Regions from separate parts of the Sus scrofa genome. Here region 1 is linked to region 2. Evidence: chromatin contacts called from public Hi-C data. All regions are on one chromosome and are shown on one strand. Each heading gives the region's core, a stretch centred on a gene start, on an enhancer-like site or on the middle of the called end of the contact. The rest is flanking DNA. Distances are from core to core; before and after follow the strand shown.

The links. A called contact is a pair of places that touch in the nucleus more often than the background predicts.
Region 1: a contact with region 2 is called in a Hi-C map of liver, with 1.8 times the contacts expected there. The contact joins the promoter of FLOT2 here to the promoter of PIGS in region 2. A contact is called at or near these places in 1 of 5 promoter capture datasets (fetal liver) and 1 of 47 Hi-C or Micro-C datasets (liver).

What each region holds. Positions count from the first base shown.
Region 1 is chr12:45,118,341-45,122,120 of Sscrofa11.1, forward strand. It overlaps FLOT2 (flotillin-2), which reads right to left and starts at 2,163. Exons shown (of 11, transcript XM_021067496.1): 1 at 1,965-2,163. The coding sequence starts at 2,013. DHRS13 (dehydrogenase/reductase SDR family member 13) reads right to left here. Exons shown (of 5, transcript XM_021067495.1): 5 at 2,806-3,455. The coding sequence ends at 3,004.
Region 2 is chr12:44,818,842-44,822,465 of Sscrofa11.1, forward strand. It overlaps PIGS (phosphatidylinositol glycan anchor biosynthesis class S), which reads right to left and starts at 2,192. Exons shown (of 12, transcript NM_001244339.1): 1 at 2,145-2,192; 2 at 1,748-1,887; 3 at 1,551-1,662. The coding sequence starts at 2,178.

The sequences.
Region 1 (3,780 bases), core at 913-3,412, 300 kb after region 2:
AGGTCAGGGATCGAACCCACAACCTCATGGTTCCTAGTTGGATTCGTTAACCACTGCACCACGATGGGAACTCCCAAACCTCCAGACTTTTCAAGTGAAAAAGATAATGGTGAACTGTATCAGCATCCTCCTTCTGAAAGTGGGCTGTGTGAGATACCCCTGGACTTAGAGGCAGGCTCAGGTAACCAGGTGGGGGCAGGGCAGGGAGGCCACGAGTACAAGGGAGCTGCATCTTAGCATGATTATGTCAAATCCCAAGGTTCTATTATGCCGGGCATTATCTCTCTCTCTTCTCTTCCACCCTCCCTTGACTCCAGCACTCTTAATTCTCAGCACGCCTCCTCTCCACACCATTAAAACAGCTTCTAAGCCAGCCCTGCTTTGGCCACTGGCCAGGGGACCAGGTTCCTGGCAACTGGAAGGCACAGTGCAGGGTTTCCTCCTGCCTCCAGTCTCAAGGGTCTCTACAAGGACGAGAGCGGAGATTTTGTCTCCTTGGCCCAGAGTCTGGGCTTCTAGAAAGAAACTCCACAAGCAAAACCAAGTGCAGTGTGGCTCAGATTGGGGTTTCTACAAGCTTCTCTAGGGGTGGGGGCTGGGAGACTGGCCCAGGTCTTTTGTTTTTGTTTTTATGGCTGTACCCAAGGCATATGGAAGTTCTCTGGCCAGGGATTGAATCCAAGTCACAGCTGCGACCTATGCCACAGCTGCAGCAATGCTGGATCCTTAAACCCACTGTGCCTGGATGGGGCTCTAACCTGTGCCTCCACAGCGACTTGGGTGGCATTCTTGACCCATTGCACCAAGGCAGGCGGGAACCCCTGGCCCAGGTCTTACAGAGGTGTAGGTTTGGCCTCAGTGCTCTCTGGGGGTCTCCCTAGTGACCTTACGGCTAGCTCTGGTTTTCAGGGAGGTAAAGAATCTTAAATTCCCCCACAGGGGTAAGGTCTTAGTGAGGGAGAGTGGGGATTTCCTGTCCCAGGGAAATCAATTTTGAGATCCACACTGAGCCAGAGGCCATGTTCTGGGGTGAAAGTTTCCAATGGATTCATCACACCTCTCAAAGGTGGACAGCTTCCTGCCCTGGCCCAGCACACCCTCTTCTGCTCAATTCTAGAGCCAGCCCTAACGACTCTGTGCACAGGCGGAGAATCCACACTGACAGTGGGAAGTAAAGACAGGAGGGATTCCTGCAGCTACAGGCCTCCAAGCTGTCAGGAAACAGGCCCTCTCCCCAGCACCTGTGAGCTTGGGCTGCACAAATTGATGGCTTGAAAGGCTCCAGCCTCTTCCTCAAATTCCCAAATATACAACATACACAGCAGCCTTAGGACAAGATCCCTCTCATCTCCCCAATACTGCAGTCCCCCGGCCCCACCTAAGCTCACAGAAATTCTGGAGCCTGCAGCATTTTGCAACCTGAGCGACACAGCCCAGAGCCCGGTTTCGCAACCTGTAGAGGCCGCACCCGCGTTTCCCAGGCGGGCAGTGCCAATAAACCAGCACGCCCCAGCCTGCTGGGAATTAACGGGTCTGTGCCCAGATGGGCACCTGCCTTCCAAGGCTGCGTGACCCACCCTAGTCCCGGGCGCTGGCATCCAGCCAAACTGTGTTCCCGGAACCCCAAGGCTTCAGTTCAGGACCCCCTAGGCCACAGGGGCGACCCTGCTAGGGGAGGAGACGAAGGAAGGAGGGAATAAACACCGGCAAACACGCAGCGGGGGAAGGCGGGGGGAGAGCCCGGCGAGTGCCCGAGAACGCGGGGCAGGAAGGTGGAGCACAGGGGTCCCTCCTGAAAGGGTCTCAGGTGCGGCCCGGGAAGCCGCGGACTCAGGCCCCACCTCCCGCGCTGCCCCCCACCCGCGGAGCCCCTCCCCGTCCGCTGCCCAGCCCGGTCCCCGCCCTCCCGGGCACGGCCCCCCGCCCCAAACGTCTCCGGCCCCCCTCCCCCGCCGCCCCCTCACCTGAAACCACCAGCGCCTCGTTGGGCCCCACCGTGTGGCAATTGCCCATGGCGCCGGAGGGACGGAGGGCCCTCGGGGGGCCGCCGAGACCTGGACAGCAGCAGCGGGCCCGCACCGCCGGCCGCGCCCAGCCTATCCCGCCACCCCCAGCGGCCGCCCGCCGGCGCCCCTCCGCGGCCGCAGCCTCGCCGGAAGTGTGGCGGCGGAGGGCGGGGCCGGCGTGTGGAGGGAGGCGGCCCGAGCCAGGCTGTCAACACGCTCGATTTTAATTTTCAAAGTATTTGGCCCAGCCTGCCCGGCCTGTGGAAGTTCCCAGGCCAGAGATCGAACCCGGGTCGCAGCAGTGACAACGCAGGATCCTTAACCTGCTGTGCCATCAGGGAGCTCTTCAAGTGGTTGTATTACACAGAGCTGGCATCGTGGGGGCTCGGCCCTCAAGCAGTCCTGAAGGCGTTCCTTGGGGAGCCTGGATAACAACTGCCACGCCCCGCCTCGCCTCCCAGCACCCACCTTACAGGGGTGGGCCCTGGAGTCAGCCCGCCTGGGCCTGGGCTCCGATCTCAGTCCCTGCTCTTTCTAGCGGAGATCCGGAACGAGTTCCCTCTCTGGCTGCCTAGTCCCGCCTCTGGAAAGTGGGAATAATGTAACTAGGTGATCGCAAAGGGCACAACTGAACAATTCTCCATACTGATGGTGCATCAGATTAAAAATGCCCAGGCCTCCATCATCCAGGGCTGAGTGTTCCTCAGGGTAGAGCCTGGAGATAAGAAATTCAAATTCCTGAGGAGCAGCATCTGGCACAACCGCCCCCCCTCCCCGCCCCCCGGGCTTACTGTCACTCTCAGGAAGAAATCATCACCCTTTATTTCCTTCAACCAGGAAAAGAGCTCTCCAGGACATATACCTTGAAGCCCCCACAAAGTGACCATGGAGGTAAAAATCTCAACCACCTCAGTGTCCAGTGCATGACCATAGCCTGGTACATGGCTAAGGCTTTCAAGGATCACCCAGAGCCTTAGAAAGCTTCCCAGCCCGGAGGTTAGGAGGCTTGGGGCTCTGGTTCAGCTTTAACTGGAATTCGGCGTGTGACCTTGGACAAGTCTGGTGAACTCTGAGGGCTGGTGTAGGGTTCAGAAGCTGCGGGCTCCTCAGGGTGGGGGCTGCTCAGAGAAGATGGGACTCCTGGGTCCACAGGCTGGGGCTCTTCATCAGATTCAGCATCTTCCCCTGGCTCAAGCCCTGCCAGCCTTTTGCTGGCCTCCCACAGCCGATGGGCTGCCCGGTCGTCTCTGGCGGCTGGGGGCACCTCTTCCACATGGCAGTTGGCAAAGTATCTCCCACTGAGGGGCTCAATGCCCTCCTGCAGAGCGCAGTACAGAGGTGTCTGGGCACCCCCTCGTGGTGCCCGCAGCACCAGCCAAGCCAGTGGGCACAAAAGTGGGCGTAGCCATCTGGGAACGTGGCGTAGGAACAACTCTGAGTTGACGGGACCTGGGAACAGGAAGAAAGGAAGGAGAGGGAGAAGAGTGGGTAAGGGCTCATGGTAAAAGCAGCAAGAACAGGGTTAGAAGGGAGGAGGGAACAGAGTCCAATTCCAGGGGAACCAGGGTAAGATTTACCAGGCATTCAGGGCCCCACAAGCCAAGCTAACTCATTTCTTTTTCTTTTTTTTTTTTTTTTTTTTTTGTCTTTTTAGGGCCACACCTGTGGCATAAGGAAGTTCCCAGACTAGGGGTCAAATTGGAGCCACAGCAACTGCCAGATCCACGCCTCAACTGCAACCTACACCACAACTCATGGCAACGCAGGATCCCTA
Region 2 (3,624 bases), core at 942-3,441:
GCCACACCTGTGGTATATGGAAGTTCCCAGGTCAGGGGTCGTATCAGAGCTGCAGCTGAGGCCCATGCCACAGCCATGGCAACACGGATCCAAGCCGCATGTGTAACTGATGCTGCAATGTGCAGCAACACCAGATCCTTAACACCTCAAGCGAGGCAGGGATTGAACCGCATCCTCATGGAGACCACGATAGGTCCTTAACATGCTGAGCCACAATGGGAACTCCTAAATCATTTTCATATCACCCAAAGTGAAACAACCAGCCATTACCTGATAACACGATAGAAACTATACTACACCAACTATAAGTATGCTTGCCTAAAAAATAGAACCTAATTTTGATCAAACTCTCAATCTAACTACTAGTTTGTAAGAAATATGGATAATAGAGGAATAAATTAAATGAAACCAGGAGGAAGCAATATGCCAAATCCAGAATATGAGATGTTCTATGAAACAAATGACTGGTTTCTCAAAAAAAAAAAAATCAATGAAAAGAAGGGTGGGGGAAGGGAAAGTGATATATAATAAAGGAGACAAAAGAGACTTAAGACGGGGATCATAACACTAGGATTAAAGAGGCAACACATGTAAAGCGCTTCACCTAGTTTCTGGTATATAATGAACAACTGACATTAGCTATCACTATTCCTGGCTAATACTAATTCCCTCCCTCCCCATCTTCATTTAACCTGACTTCCTACACATCCTTTAAAAATTGAGCTTAAAAATTACAGTCCTTGAAACTTGCCCTTCCTTTCTTTCCTCCCAGATAGTTATAGCCTCTTTTTTAAGTACAATCTGTTTCCTATATACTTACATACTTCTGCTGTGATTTAAGTGTCTCTCTCCCCTACCTATGAACTTCTTGAAACCAACATCAATTTCTTATTCATCCCCAAATCCCCGATACCTAAGAAAAGTACATAACACTCAGAAAGTGTTCAATGTTAAAATGAATAAATCCTGTATAACAGTCCAAACTGATTCCAAACTCTGAGATCATTCCACTATATCTCACTTCCTCCCCTATCCCCAAATAAGCATCAACTGCTTCTGATCAGGTAGCATAGCTATTTTATAAATAGAAGTTAATGATGAACACAATTCAAAGATGCTTTTCTTCTAACCCCAAATACTGTTCATTCAGAGAGGCATTTCAATAAGTTTCAACGAGTTGGGGTTTTTTGCTTTTTTGGGGGGGCCGCACCCACAGCATATAGGGGTTCCCAAGCTAGGGGTCTACTTGAAGCTGCAGCTGGAGCCTATGACACAGCCACAGCAACGTGGGATCCAAGCCGGATCTGTGACCTACACCACAGCTCATGACAATGCCGGATCCTTAACCCACTAAGTGAGGCCAGGGATCTTACACTCACCTTCATAGATACTAGTTAGATTCGTTTCAGGTGAGCCACAATGGGAACTCCTCAGTAAGTTTTTAATTACCTTTACGGGATACATACTCTCCTCCTATCCAACTTATCTGTGGCCTGAGCTCACACCAGAAAAGCTACCCTGACTCCGCAGTCCCCTCCCTGGGAACTCACACTTCAGAGGGATCTCTCTTTCATGCACAACGGTGAAGGGCAGCTTCTCCTGGTCGTCCAATGGCACTGACTCCTGGGTAAACACGACAGTGACGGGCACCATGAGCCGGAGCTGCAAGAAGAAGCAGCAAGGTCATCAGCTGAGTCTCTACCTTGCCGGTGGGCTGTCGCCTGACCCACCACCACCGAGGTTTTACCTGCAAGGAATTCAGCCCACTGATCTCAGAGTAAGGCAACGAGGCCCGATAGGTCTCCGTGGTCTTCCACCAGAGCGGCAGCCCCAGCACGATGGCCACCGCAGCGAAGAAGAGTGCGGCGCGCTTGCCGCGGACCACCTCTGGGAGTACGAGGAGATCCACTGAGGCGCCAGAAGTGGGCTCAGGTGCCGGCCCACACCCGACGCGGAGGAGCCCCAGGTACTCCGAGCCTCTCCACCTGCTTTCCCAGGGATTCCTGTGCGAGGGGCCGGGGCCCGTAGCTGATGAGATCCTGTCTGAGGCGAACCCCGACCCCCAGTCCGAGGGATCTCTGGCACACCACATTCCCCACCCCCGCATCCGCGAGCCACAGCCCCCCACCCGAACGCTACCGCACCTAAGTCCGTAGCCGCAGCCCCGGCGGCCGCCATGCCTCCTTCCGATTGCTCCGGCAGCCGAGGGGCGGTGCTGTGTAGGCCTCCCCCAGTCGGGAACCCGAGAGGAGGAGGCGTGCCCACGGCAGGATCGCGGCCAATCACGAGCGGCACTCCTTACGCGCAAGCGGGAGAAAACCCAGCGAGGGGTAGGCGGGGCCTACGCAGAGCCTTTTGCAGAGTTTGAAAGGTTGCTCCCGCGCCTAGGGGTGGCCGAGGAATTGTAAAGGTTTCAGCGTTGCTGGAAGACGCTTGATTTGTACCCCTTTTCCTTGTGGAACTCACTCCTAGCCCCAGGGATTAAAAGCGTAAACGCTGCAGTCGTTAAATAATAGCTGGGCAACCACGGGAAGCTCTAAGCCTGGGTTTTCCCTTTTGGAAAGTGAGGAAATACCCCTCCCGTGGCTCAGCGGAAACGAACCTGACTAGCATCCTTGAGGACTCAAATTCAATCCCTGGCCTCTGTCAGTGGGTTAAAGACCCCGCGTTGCCGTGAGCTGTGGTGTAGATCACAGATGCGGCTGGGATCTGACGTTGTGGCTGTAGTGCAGGCCGGCGGCTACAGCTGGGATTTGACCCCTAGCCTGGGAACTTCCATATGGGGCGAGGATAGCCCTAAAAAGAAAAAAAAAGAAAAATGGAGATACTAAAATGTGATCATTCATGTAAAGTGCCTGGCACAAGAAAGCACTCAAAAGTCACCTATCACGATCATTATAATCCCTATCATGGAGCTCCTCTAGCAACTTTTTAGCACATTTGGCTCATTCAACATTTTAAAATTCATTTGAATTCATTTCCAACTTGTTAAAGTCTGAATACTTCACTTAAAACCTTTGAAAATTCATGAGCACAGACTCAGTACTGATCACTTGGGTTCAAATCCTAGATTTACTTTACCTGGGTGAACTTGAGAAGTTAACCTCTCTGTGCCCGTTTCCCCATATTACAAGAGAGGTAGTAGGAGTTCCCACTGTGGACCAACAGGATCCGGGGCATCTCTGCAGCACCAGGATGAGGATTCCATCCCTAGCCAGGCACAGTGGGTTAAAGGATCTGGCATTGCTGCAGCTGCTGCCTGTGGCGAAACTGCACAGCTCAGATCTGATCCCTGGCCTGGGAACTCTATGTGCAGCCAGATGGCCAAAAGAGAAAAAAAAAAAAAAAAAAAAAAAGAAGGAGTTCCTGTTGTGGCTCAGTGGTTAACAAATCCGACTAAGAACCATGAGGTTGCGGGTTCGATCCCTGGCCTCGCTCAGTGGGTTAAGGTTCTGGCATTGCCCTGAGCTGTGGTGTAGGTCGCAGATGTGGCTTGGATCCCGCATTCCCGCATTGCTATGGCTCTGGCGTAGGTCTGTGGCTACAGCTCGGATTAGACCCCTAGCCTGGGAACCTCCATATGCCACGGGTGCGGCCCAAGAAAATACAAAAAAAAAAAAAAAA